Linked DNA regions of Drosophila melanogaster: all the other regions are linked to region 2. Evidence: chromatin contacts called from public Hi-C data. All regions are on one chromosome and are shown on one strand. The core of a region is the stretch at or near the end of the contact, and the rest is flanking DNA. Distances in the headings are between cores, read along the strand shown. Region 1 holds the start of Usp16-45 (Ubiquitin specific protease 16/45). Region 2 holds the start of su(sable) (suppressor of sable). Region 3 holds the start of CG4041.

Region 1 (3,831 bases), core at 568-3,067, 4.8 Mb after region 2:
CGAACGGGGAGGTGAAGCAACAGCCTAAAAATTTGAAATTCCCCCGAACAAGCGAGAATGAGCGACACAGAGAGGCAAGCCAGAAGAGAGCACCAAAACAACAACAAATCAGGTGCAACAACATTGCCAGCTAGCCGAAAAAGTCCACATTGTTATAATCTTGGCAACGTGGTTTCCGATCATATGGTGGCCAAAAATGGGCGGGGATTGTATAATCGGGGGATATACTACTTTATATGTGTATACATATGTATGTATGCATAGACGCAATGTTTTCTTTGTGGGAGTGGCAGCTCCTTTTCGCCTTTGTTCTCTTTCAGGCGTAAAAAAACCGAACATTAACGGTGAAAGCTGTAACACACACAGACGCACTTATGCTCGGCATGTGTATGCGTGCGATTGTGGGTGTGTGTGTGTGTGAGTGCTGTCATTGTGTAATCGCCGAATTGAACTCCAAATTTTTTCCATAACCACTTACTGTCACTTTGCCGGAACAACAACAACAGCGGCAAGGCAGAGTCATACACTTAACAAAAAGTTGACAAAAAAAAGGTAGTTAAAACGTTGGCTATGGTACCGGGAAAGAGGTGCGAATAGAGCTCAAGACACGGACATTGGAACAAATCCACACAGAACAGAACATGACACCATTTTCCGTCACATCTCTCTGTTTTGGCAAACACACACACGCACTTTTTTTGTACTAGGTTATGTTCCGCGTGCTGCGATTTCTTACCTTTGTGAACCGCTTGGGTAACTTATTTTGCTCACTATCTTTGGGTGCTTTCAAAGCTATCTACTGCACACGCGAGTTGTGTATTGTTTTTGCTTATTTGCTGGCGATTTACTGTCGTTTTCTCAACGCTAAAGTGCTGCACGAATTAAACACGTGTCTACGTTCCACCTTTTACAAATCACAATAACATGGCCGGCGTGCGGCAGTGTTGCCATGCATCCGCAAAACTCTGGCAATCGGAGCTGCCTGCTTAATCACCCGCACTCGCGATGGCCAAATCCTCGAATTACAAGAGCCTTTGTGCACACAAAAAAAAAATATAGAAAAAATCACTTCACAGTTTGAATCGCAGCCCAATTATTTCTAGAAAGCCGAAAAACGTGTGCACGGAGTGCTGGTTATCAAATCGAATGGCAGCACATGCACAAACAGGGCTGCCCACGCTCATCGATAGGTATCGATTGGGGCAATAGGTATTTTCTTAGGCGGCGTTGCCACCGAATGTGCACAAAAGTGTTGCAAATTTCGCGATATTTCGTTACGATATTTTGTGGAGCAATACTTTTGGGCATTTGTAATTTTCCAACGTAGTTCTTGGGAAGTTCTGATTTCATTTTGTCTTACCACAATATGCTTGTTCATGCGAATTTCAGCCTATTTTTTGTCAGTATAGCGCACTATAAATCGATAATTTCGAAATAATATTTATATAGGAGCAGATAGCGACTTCAATATCTCAAAGAAAACAATCACTAAAAATCTTCTTTTTAATTTAACACAGTGATGTGTGTAATTCCAAATGATATTTTTTTAAATTTATAAAGCGGCGCAAAATAAAAAAAAGACCAAGCTAGTTAGTAGTGAATGCATACATAGATTTTTGAAATCCCTTCAATGATTTAATTACCTCCTGTTTGAGCGAAGAACATAAGCAGTGTGGATAATTAATTAAAATAATAATAATAGCAATTATTTGCAGCATAAGTTGAATGATATAAATGAATTATTTGCACATGTTTCGAGACCCTATAGTTTCTGACAACGGTTCAAATTGACCACACGCGAGATTTGCGACGAAAATAAGCAACGGTCACACTTGGTCACGTCGTTCACGTTTTCTATTTACGCATAAACGAATAAAAAGCGCCTAAAAGTGCTATAAAACATATATGTTGTGTGCTCATGTGCTACACATATCGCAGCGAGTAAATTTAAGGTAGTAGGCAGATCTTGTTGTGCATGTGTGTGGGTAATCACAGTTCTAGTTTTGTAATTTTTTATATTTCCTACACTGTAAGCTTGTTTATACATGAATATTGATGTATGTGCGTGTCTCGGCATGCAAGCAAACATGTTTAGGATTGTTTTTTGTGTGCCTTTCGGTTATTTGTCATTTTCTGACTTTGAACTTGCACATTGTTGTTGTTCCAAACTTGAATACCATTGCGGTCAGAAGAAGAGGAAGCCATCGAACAGAGAGGTGAAGCAACAGCCTAAAAATTTGAAATTGACCACACGCGGGAGTTGCGACCCAAATAAGCAACGGTCACACTTGGTCACGTCGTTCACGTTTTCTATTTACGCATATACGAATAAAAAAAAGTGCATAAAAGTGCTGTAAAACATATATGTTGTGTGCTTACGTGCAACGCATATCGCAGCGAGTAAATTCAAGGTACTACTCAGATCCTGTTGTGCATGTGTGTGGGGGTAATCACAGTTCGTGTCTATGTGTGCGTGCGTATGGGCTTGATTGGTTGGGTGCGTGTATGAGTTCGGGGTCCTTTGGATTTTCGAGAAATCATCGCAAAAAGGGTAATACATATATGTATGTATGTTTGGGTGGTCAAACAGCGGGGGCACTCAATTTCGCTGGCTGGCAGCGGGGCGACGAACTTAACCTCAAATCCTGGGTCACAGTTCCAAACGTGACGAAAGACAACAAAGCAAACAAAGCCAATAGGGTCAGTCTGTCGGTGCGAGTTCCAATCGAATTCAATCCCGTTGCCAGTTATACACATCGATAGCCGAATCGGAAGAGCAGCAGCAGGGTTGTGACTATAACGATTGCATTCGAAGCAATTCGAAGATTTGAATCTGTGATTGGAACGCTACATATTCCTTCCAGAGCGCGCCCACAAGGAGGCCAAGGCCAAGCAGCTACCTTGCCATGGTAAAGAAGCGTCAGGCGGACAGTCGCGACCACGATTGCTCAACGGATTCCGGCAATGAGGATCTGCATCATCGAAAAGGACTCGGCTCGCCCGGTCAGTCGGATGGCGCCACCCCCACCACCGCCAGCTGCCAGCACATCAAGAAGGCGGTGGACGCGGCCCGACTAAGGCGTCTACTGAAGTCCACGGGTCTACTCTACGAGTGCAGCCAATGTCAGAAGCTGGGCAAGACAGCGGGCAGCGCTGCGGGAGCGGGAGCGAGTGAAGGAGCTGTCGGTCCTGGCGGAAATCCGGTCACCTTCGAATTTGACAACACCCTGTGGCTGTGCCTCAAGTGCGGCAGCCAGCTGTGCGGGAGGGCACGCCACAAGCACGCCTTAGAACACTACCAGGTGAGCAGGGATCTAGTTCACTTAAGCCAGTTGCAAACGACATTCTCGTTTTACATTGATATTCCATATGGTAGAAGCTGTAATCGTTCTGTGTGTTCCAGACACCTCATTCGGACTCACATGCCCTGGCCATGAATACGCGCTCCTTCGACATCTGGTGCTATGAGTGCGACATGAAGATCTGCTCCAATCTGCGCAAAAACCTGCTTGAGTGCGTGGAGCTGGTCAAGAAATTGGCCCAGAAGCCGCCCACTAGCACGGTTACGCCCAGTACGCCAACGATTAGCTACATCGAGGAGAAGCTTAAAGCCGCGCTGGAGCATCTCACACCAATAGTGCCAATGACTGGCGGATCATTTGACGACTCCAGCAGTAGAGGGTCTCTGGCGGCGGCCGGTGGCGGGGGCGGGGTCGGTTCATCTCGAAATAGGCAGGTGGCCATACCGATGCCACCACCAGAGCCTAGCTCCGGACTTTCGACCTCAGACTCGCTGACCAGTGTGCCGGGTATGGCAAAGAGAATTGACCA
Region 2 (3,933 bases), core at 603-3,102:
TGGTCACGTCTATCCTAAACTGAAAGAGGAATACGAAAATGTATAGGCTTTCCCATTCGACGACTTCATGCTTATAAATCTCCTTACGAGCTCATTTGGCTTCTTTTTATGGACAAGCTTCTCCTGGCAGGCTTGTATGATTAGCAACTTCGGTTTGTAGTACAGGGTGTCGTAGCTGCAGAGCAAGTCCTCGATATCCGTGATCTTCATGGCGATGCTGTTGGATGCGTAGACGGCCTCCTCGAAGCCGTGGCTCAGGATGAAGACCACTAGGGAATCGCGCACGAGCGATCTATCGCACGCACTGCGAATGCGCTCTATGATGCCCATGTGATCCACGTTGTCGTACGCCTCCACATTGTATCCCATCGAGGAAAACACCTCGATTAGTCGTTCTTTATCCACATCCGTGCCATCCCGTCTACGCAGTGGGTCGGGCGACAGAAATTTCTGTGGAGAAGGGCAATGTTGTACTTCTTTTTGTTACTCAATATTGCAGAGATGAAACCATATTATCCCTGCTAACATTCCGGTGAAACTTCTGCTGGTTGATAATCAAGGCGATTCCTGCGTTCTCCCGGGTCAACTTAAGAGCATCTATTTGTGTGGAACAGTACGACTGCTGGTTATCCGATTCAATCTCTTGCTTGACTGCCATCGCAGCAGTGCCAGCCGCATCTGGCTCCGGAGCGTTACTAATGATGGTGTCTTTGAGCAAATTTGCTTGCGCCTGCAGACCGTTGGACTTCAAATGGCCGACCAGCAGCTGAACATCGCTGCCTGCGGCATTTATGTCCCCTAACTTTATGCTCCTTCTGGTCAGCCAGTCCAGCAAAAAGATCTCCAGGTACGCGGGATCGTAGAAGCGAAGTGGATCTCCTGCCTGCTGGCTCTCCACCTTTTCGCGAACATCTAGGAGCAAGCGGCCACTCTGCACCAACGACAACTCCTCACACATCCTGTAGAGGCTCTTCAACAGAGGATGGACATGCAGCGTGATCCCAGCGATATGCGGCAAGTAGTGCATTCGCAGCTCCTGCCAGCAGAAACCCAGTCTCCGGAGCACCTTGCGGGCCCCAATAATGCACAGGGCCTCCACGAGATGTCTTCTCCAGGTTTCTGGCCGGGACTTGGCGAACTTTATGAGTAGATCACTTTGCGGGAAGTCTGATCGTGTCATGGCCAAAAGTTTCTGCAGAATGTAGGTGGCATCCGAGTGGTCGTCGCCATAAAGCAGAAAGCAGAGGCCCACCTAGAAGAAAACGAAGGTTCTACTGTTTAATTAACACTTTGGTCTAGCGGATGTGTAAAACATTTGAGTCATATTCGAAAAGTCCTCCCAGGGAGGTGCCATACCTTTTGGGCAAAGTTCATGTCACGTTCCACGTAGATCAGATCGTTCTGATCGATGGTGTCTAGATGAATCAACAGGTTTGATCCGGCCATGGCGATCGGGAATATACAAAAATGTTTCACTTTAGGAAATGGCCGATAAATTGCACTCGCTGACATCCGATAGCCGTGGCCTGAAGAGCTTCCACCGATCGATATCGATAAATGGATATGTTTTCTGCAATAGCGAAAGATCGGGGTGCTACCTATTAATTATACTTAAGAAACAGATGATGTAGTTTTTTGATATAGAAGTTTAACAACCGGTTCAACAATCGGTTAATATTTAAAAATGTCGCAGCCAGCGAGCCTTTAGCTTTAAAAGTAAGCTTGCGTTCACGGTTTTTGGGGAAATACCAAATATACTAGGTAAAAACATCGATTAACTAATATCATCCAACACGACGATATGTTCTTTGCGAAAAATATCGATGTACTGGTATTTTTATGTTTCCACACCTCTAGTTCGTTTAAGTCGATCTGTTGAACTGTTAACAACACAACTCCTGAATATTATGTTTTGGACGAAAAGTTTTATTAATTTAATGTTTTTGTATATTGTATTCTGTCCATGAGCGTAACAGAGACAGACAGAGAGAAAGGGACAGATACTGAGATACGGGGCCCTCAGGCAGAGAAAGAGGGCGAAAGCAAGCTACAAGCGGGTGCGAGCGAGAGCGCGCGCTTGCCTCACGCACATATATATAAATCTGTACATACATATAGTATCAGAAGAAAAAACTAAAGCCGCTATTCGATTTACGAAAACTGGCGAAAAATTCGACGATTTGTCTCGTACCTATCTATGTACCTCACAACCACTTCGTCATCAAATACGTATAAGTCAGATGTATGTCAAACATATATATACATATGCATGTATATACACATCTATGTGAGGCCACTGCTATATCCCATACATGTATGCCTCTATATATATGTATATATTTATCCACCTACTGTACCACTTCCACATTATGTAAGCAGCGACGCAAACAAAACACTAAAGCAGAAAATCCGAAAAGCAAAATGCGAAATGCAAAACAACGAACCAACAAAATCCCATCTATAAACCGAAAACCGAACAGCAATGTTATAACAAATACCGAAAAGTTGTTAATGTTCCACAAAAAAGCATAAAGCAGTCACGCTAAGAGAGTAAGATCGAACAAATGAAATGTTTGTATGGCATAAGTAGTTCCCAGATTTTTGTATGTACTTCAATGCATATGCATGTGTGCGTATGCATGTATGTATGTATGTTTCTCGGGGCCATGTCTCCCCACGCCCACGTACGTGGGTGCTAGAAAGGGACAGATGGTGCAAATTTTTTAAATTGCATACACTTGATTTTGGAACGCCAGCCAAACAAAAAGATAAATTGCGTGCTTTTCTTTTGCTGTTCGTATGTACGTACATATGCAAGTGGAAACTGCGCAGCAGGGAAGCCACACGCATGAACGCCTTCCATTTACAGAGCATTCAAACAAATCGTACCGAAAACCAAACAAAAACTTTCACCTCAAGTGTAACAATTATATTCAAATTCGCTTTGAAGTCGCTGTAAAATATATGTATGTATGTATAAACAAAGACAAAAACATTTTGCCTCGCAGTCGACACACACACGCGCACTCGCACTGCACGCCTCGGCTGTGTGTGTGTATGCCCTGCTTAGATCATGAGTGTGCGAGCGAGTCGACATGCTTGGCAATCGCGAGTCAGAACTAAACACGCGCTCTATATGCACGTGTGTGAGACGCATTGGATTTTGTTATTTTCATCAATCGCAATGATTCCGTCCATCAGCTACATCCAAATATATACACGCATCCGCGCCATATGTACAATGCTACGAGCATTTACATACACATGTACATATGCGCGTGTGGCTCATAACGGTTCACTCCGCTTACGCACAATAATAAAGGCAAACGCCTACGACTTCCCCATTGTTCCTAGGCTCAATGGAAAGCCACTCCGTTGCTTTCGACTTTCGCTTTTCGGATTCTGGAATTTGTTTCGCTGTCCAAAACTACGTATAACTGAATCTTTATGTTAAGCCAATTGTAAAAAGTGTATTTTCCTTTCTCGTTCTCTCCACACAACAAATGTGCTAGCGCAACTTTGTTGATCACTTTTATTTTATACTGGAAGCATGTCCAGGACCCATACCCTTTAATTCATCAAACTGATTTGCTTATTATTTTGTTGCTGCACTTTGGAACTAGCTAAGTGCCAGGCTAAACCTAAGCGATCCGATCCCACTTAAACCAACCAACAAAGAGCAATCCAACCATTGTCAGCGAAAAGTGCTCAAACTTTCCGAGTGCTGAGATAAGGAAGGGTGCCCAAAACATTCATCGCAGCCATGCTGCCCACGCTACAAAGTGACTCTGACTGAATGCATCAGGATCGTATGATCCGGGTGGTCTATCTTAAGTCAATAGTTTCTGTCGCTAGTACTTGGACGTGCCTTCTGAATCCGTAGTCATTTGTGATACCAGCCATTTTATATTGTATTTACCTCAAAAACATTAA
Region 3 (4,041 bases), core at 460-2,959, 4.3 Mb after region 2:
CGTAGACGTAAACTTGTCGATCTTCGCGTAACTGCCATTGGGCACAACCTCCAGCAGGGCGGCCCAAATGGGACCCCTCAGTAGCGGCGGCACATCCACGGCTGCCTCGCGCTGCAGCTGCTCCGCCGTATGCGGATAGCCCTGGAGCAGGCGCGCAAAAAGTCGCACGCGCTGAAACTGATACTCGATGTCCTTTTCGCGGATCACCAGCGGCAGTTCCTGCAATTCGCGGGCAAAGTGGGCGGGAAAACGCGGCGAGTGGAGCAGGGGAAAGTAGACTGCGGCCGGCAGGCCACTCAGTCGCTGGAGCAGCGCCTTCAGGCGCAGCGGCACCACGCGATCGTCCATCAGCTGCGCCTGGCTTCGGCCGGGACAAACGCTGGCGCCGCTCAGGCGAACGATTTGTGGCAGACCCAAAATGGGTGCCTCACTCCGGATGAGGCCCTCCTTTTTCAGCTCCGCCTGCACATCTCCGCCGGCCAGTTGCCACAGGTGGTAGATCTGCGACAAGGGACATCGCAGCAGCAGCGGTAAATGTTCGGTTTCTGGGCTCAGTGGCTGCATCTTCTGTTTCTTCAAATCCAATAGGACTTCCTCGAAAATGGGATGTTCCAAGAGCTCACCTGGCAGTGGTCTCCTCTTGGGCAGTACACTTAAACAGCTCTCCAGCAGCTGTCGCAGGCGCTGATCCATCTGCACATAGCGCTCGTGACACTGGTGCTCTCGCGCAATCTTCTCCAACGCCCCGTTGCTCTTGCCAAAGGCCAGGATCTTTCTAACCACATTCGAGAGCTTGAGCTTCGGCCACAGCTCGATCTGCAATATTAGCTCCACCATTACCAGGGCCAGCGACCAAACGTCGCTCTTCACATTGCCATTCAGACCGAGCAGTCGTTCGGGTGCCATGTAGCGAATGTTGCCAATGGGAAAGGGCACATAGGCACCGCCCTTGGTCATGTGATGCAGCCCGTAGTTGAAGAGCTTCACCCGCTGCCCATCGCTGGAGAGTAGAATGTGCTTGGGCTCCACGTTGTGGGCCACCAGATGGTGTCGACTCAGCACATTGATGCCGCACGCCACCTGGTAGAAGATTCTCAGTATCTGGGCAATGGCCAGCGGTGGATGACGCATGGCGTAGTCCTCCAGTGAGAGTCCCAGATACTCCGAAACCACAATGGTGCGCTCTGAAATGAAGGGGTTTCGCGTTAGAAGTGAGTCGTGGCAGTCGTGGAATTAGTGAGTGTTATCCGTAGATGAATCTGTAATCTTGGCACGTGTGGAATTAATGGGAGTTTTGTGGGGAAACGAGATGTAATAGTGGGTGTTTCCGGATTCTCGCCGGATTAGACCGGTTGCTTGGCTTCCTGGGCGCTGGCTACCCACCGTGTTTGCCGCGGATCACATCCAGGTACTGGCACAGGTGCTCGTCCTGCAGCTCCTTCAGTTTCTGGGCACGCCCCAGGATCGCAATCGAGTTGGGCGTTAGGGGCAGGCCGTTGCTGCCGCACACGTCGCCGGGATGCAGTTTCGCGAAGAAGGTGACCGCGCACAGGCGGCACTCCCTTTCGCGCTCCCGCGTGCCCATGATCTCGATGCGATTTGCAAATCACAGCGATTTCCTTGGACTTCACGCCAGCATCAGCAACAATTTAATATTTTTTTTTCTTTTTTTTTTGCGAGCGGAATGCAAAAACAGCTGTTCACGTTGCCAGACTTCGGCGAGTGCAACGCCCTCAATTTGTTGGCTGATGCTAGCAAAAGCGCACAAGTTTAAGCGAAATATACGTATGGTAAATTCACAATTAGGGTGGTACTCATACGCCATCTATAAGTCTAAAGTTTATAGTTTTTTTTTTTCCATAAACAGAGCAACAGTTGAGAGCGCTTAGCCGCGAGGCGCTGCCAGAATTTACATTTGCTGTTTAACTCTTATTGGGAATTTGTTCGAGGTATGATGAAACGTGTTTACATTAATTACGAAGTAGGCAATGTTATATCTATCTATCTATATCTACTTTTTGTATATCTTTACATAGTTACATTACAAATTATTAGAAAGCTAAAAACGAAACATCTGGCAGCTCTGCGCAACGGCAGTAGGGAAGCCTCTTCGCTCGGTTTGCAACACCAATTGCTAGTTATCGCCTATCGCTTGTTTTGTTGTCGCCTTGTTGTTGCTTCCGTTTGTTGTTGCTATTGGCATAGCGGTTTTGTTTTTATTGCGCACTCGAAATTGTTTTGTTATTTGCTGGCGATACGATTCGAAAAACGCTCCTCAGATGGTGCAAAATTTAGTTTAGTCCAATCCAGACGCTCGTCGCGTTTAAATGCAAGTTTGTTTGTGTCTGTGTCGTAAGTAACTGTTGAATGCAATTTGGCTATTTGGCAATTGCAGTTGCAACTTTGCAAACTGCAACTTTGTGAATGAGAAGCGCGACAAGAACGCAAATCACCGAAAAATGTCGCTTTTTGTGGAATATACGGAGCCGAAGTGGCGCCACCTGGATATGCGCGCGCTATCCGTTGACGAGTTTTACCTGTACCTGCGCTCGGAGTTCAGCAGCCAGACCCATCTGTACTCACTGTCCGACGAATGCTACACGGTAATAAATTGATGGCCCCATGTAATCACATCGCGCAATCGGTTTCCCTTTCAATTGGGTGGCCATCAGTGAATTCGATTTTAATTGTATTCTTTGCCGTTTTCAATTCGCAGTGTCCGTATACCAAAGTGAAAGCTCTGCCCGCTGCCGACGTCGCTGCCGTCGTCGTTGAACCGTTACGTTTGAGTTCGGCATATTCGCTGAATTTCAAAATATTCGACCTCGATCAGGGTCACTATGCCTACGACAATGTGTGAGTATCACTCAACGTACAGTGGGCACTCGCTTAGAATGGCGCGGAGTCACAAGGTACAGTGGTCACACGCTGAGGTTGAACGCTAGCACTTCTTTGAGTAAATCTACAATACTTCTCTCAAGAATCTTGTAATGATTAGAATGGTTTATTGTGACCAAGTGGGCTATAGGCGATGGCCACTGTGCATCTTGTGATTAGCATACATGTACATGTAACTAGTTTAAGCGCAACTGCTTGCACCTGTTCTCCTCTAAGTCTGTATGATCAGCAGTGTATCTTGAATCGATTCGATTTTCACGCAGCTCGTCGCTCTGCTGGCTGCGTCGCAGCGATCTGCAGGAATTCGGTGTCTACAACTTGACCCTGCAAGCGAATGGCACCTGTGCCTTTGCCGTGGACAAGCCGGGCGTACCAATTAATTACGGTGAGTGCCGCTTTAATCCGCCAAGTGCCACTCCAGATACATATTACTTATCGCTAATACTATGATCCCCGCAGCTTTCATCGCCGTTTTCGTTCTGGTTGCCGCCCTGCTAATCGCCCTGAAGCTAGTGAGCTGCGCCTGGCGTTATTATCGCTATGACGAGGCCACCGCCGCTGCCGACAGCATCGGCGAAGCCGCCACCAAGGCGACGCAGAGGAAGCGCCTCCGCAGCCTGGACACCTTTCGCGGGTAAAGCATATTGTCCATGTGTTTTGAAAACTAACACCGCTCTCCCATCGATCGCCATAGAATTTCGATTGTTCTGATGATCTTCGTGAACAGCGGCGGCGGCGGTTACGCCTGGATCGAGCATGCAGCCTGGAACGGACTACACTTGGCCGATGTCGTCTTCCCCTCGTTCCTCTGGATCATGGGCGTGTGCATACCGCTCTCCGTCAAATCGCAATTGTCGCGAGGCAGCAGTAAGGCGAGGATTTGCCTGCGCATACTGTGGCGATCGATAAAGCTGTTCGTCATCGGCCTGTGCCTCAACTCGATGAGCGGGCCGAATCTGGAGCAGCTGCGCATCATGGGTGTGCTGCAGCGATTCGGAGTGGCATACCTGGTGGTTGCGATTCTTCATACTTTGTGCTGTCGCAGGGAGCCTATCAGTCCTCAAAGATCCTGGCAGCGCGCCGTTCACGATGTGTGCCTGTTCAGCGGAGAGTTGGCTGTGCTGCTGGCCCTGGTGGCCACCT

What was found. Hi-C and Micro-C count contacts between places; a contact is called where the count stands out from the background.
Region 1: a contact with region 2 is called in a Hi-C map of the Kc167 cell line, with 3 times the contacts expected there. The contact joins the promoter of Usp16-45 here to the promoter of su(sable) in region 2. A contact is called at or near these places in 5 of 107 Hi-C or Micro-C datasets (the Kc167 cell line, the S2 cell line, embryo and 1 more).
Region 3: a contact with region 2 is called in a Hi-C map of the Kc167 cell line, with 3 times the contacts expected there. The contact joins the promoter of CG4041 here to the promoter of su(sable) in region 2. A contact is called at or near these places in 6 of 107 Hi-C or Micro-C datasets (the Kc167 cell line, embryo, larval brain and 1 more).

Annotation. Positions count from the first base shown.
Region 1 is chrX:5,419,716-5,423,546 of dm6, forward strand. It overlaps Usp16-45 (Ubiquitin specific protease 16/45), which reads left to right and starts at 1,818. Exons shown (of 5, transcript NM_167037.2): 1 at 1,818-1,952; 2 at 2,865-3,302; 3 at 3,404-3,831. The coding sequence starts at 2,907. spoon (spoonbill) reads right to left here and starts at 621. Exons shown (of 5, transcript NM_167034.2): 1 at 479-621. The coding sequence starts at 523.
Region 2 is chrX:634,038-637,970 of dm6, forward strand. It overlaps su(sable) (suppressor of sable), which reads left to right and starts at 1,853. Exons shown (of 6, transcript NM_057406.4): 1 at 1,853-2,242. It overlaps Dredd (Death related ced-3/Nedd2-like caspase), which reads right to left and starts at 1,508. Exons shown (of 5, transcript NM_057903.4): 1 at 1,357-1,508; 2 at 527-1,252; 3 at 88-450; 4 at 1-19. The coding sequence starts at 1,446.
Region 3 is chrX:4,916,738-4,920,778 of dm6, forward strand. It overlaps CG4041, which reads right to left and starts at 1,710. Exons shown (of 6, transcript NM_131969.5): 1 at 1,384-1,710; 2 at 1-1,184. The coding sequence starts at 1,585. Hgsnat (Heparan-alpha-glucosaminide N-acetyltransferase) reads left to right here and starts at 1,993. Exons shown (of 6, transcript NM_131970.1): 1 at 1,993-2,603; 2 at 2,717-2,856; 3 at 3,162-3,283; 4 at 3,358-3,532; 5 at 3,593-4,041. The coding sequence starts at 2,460.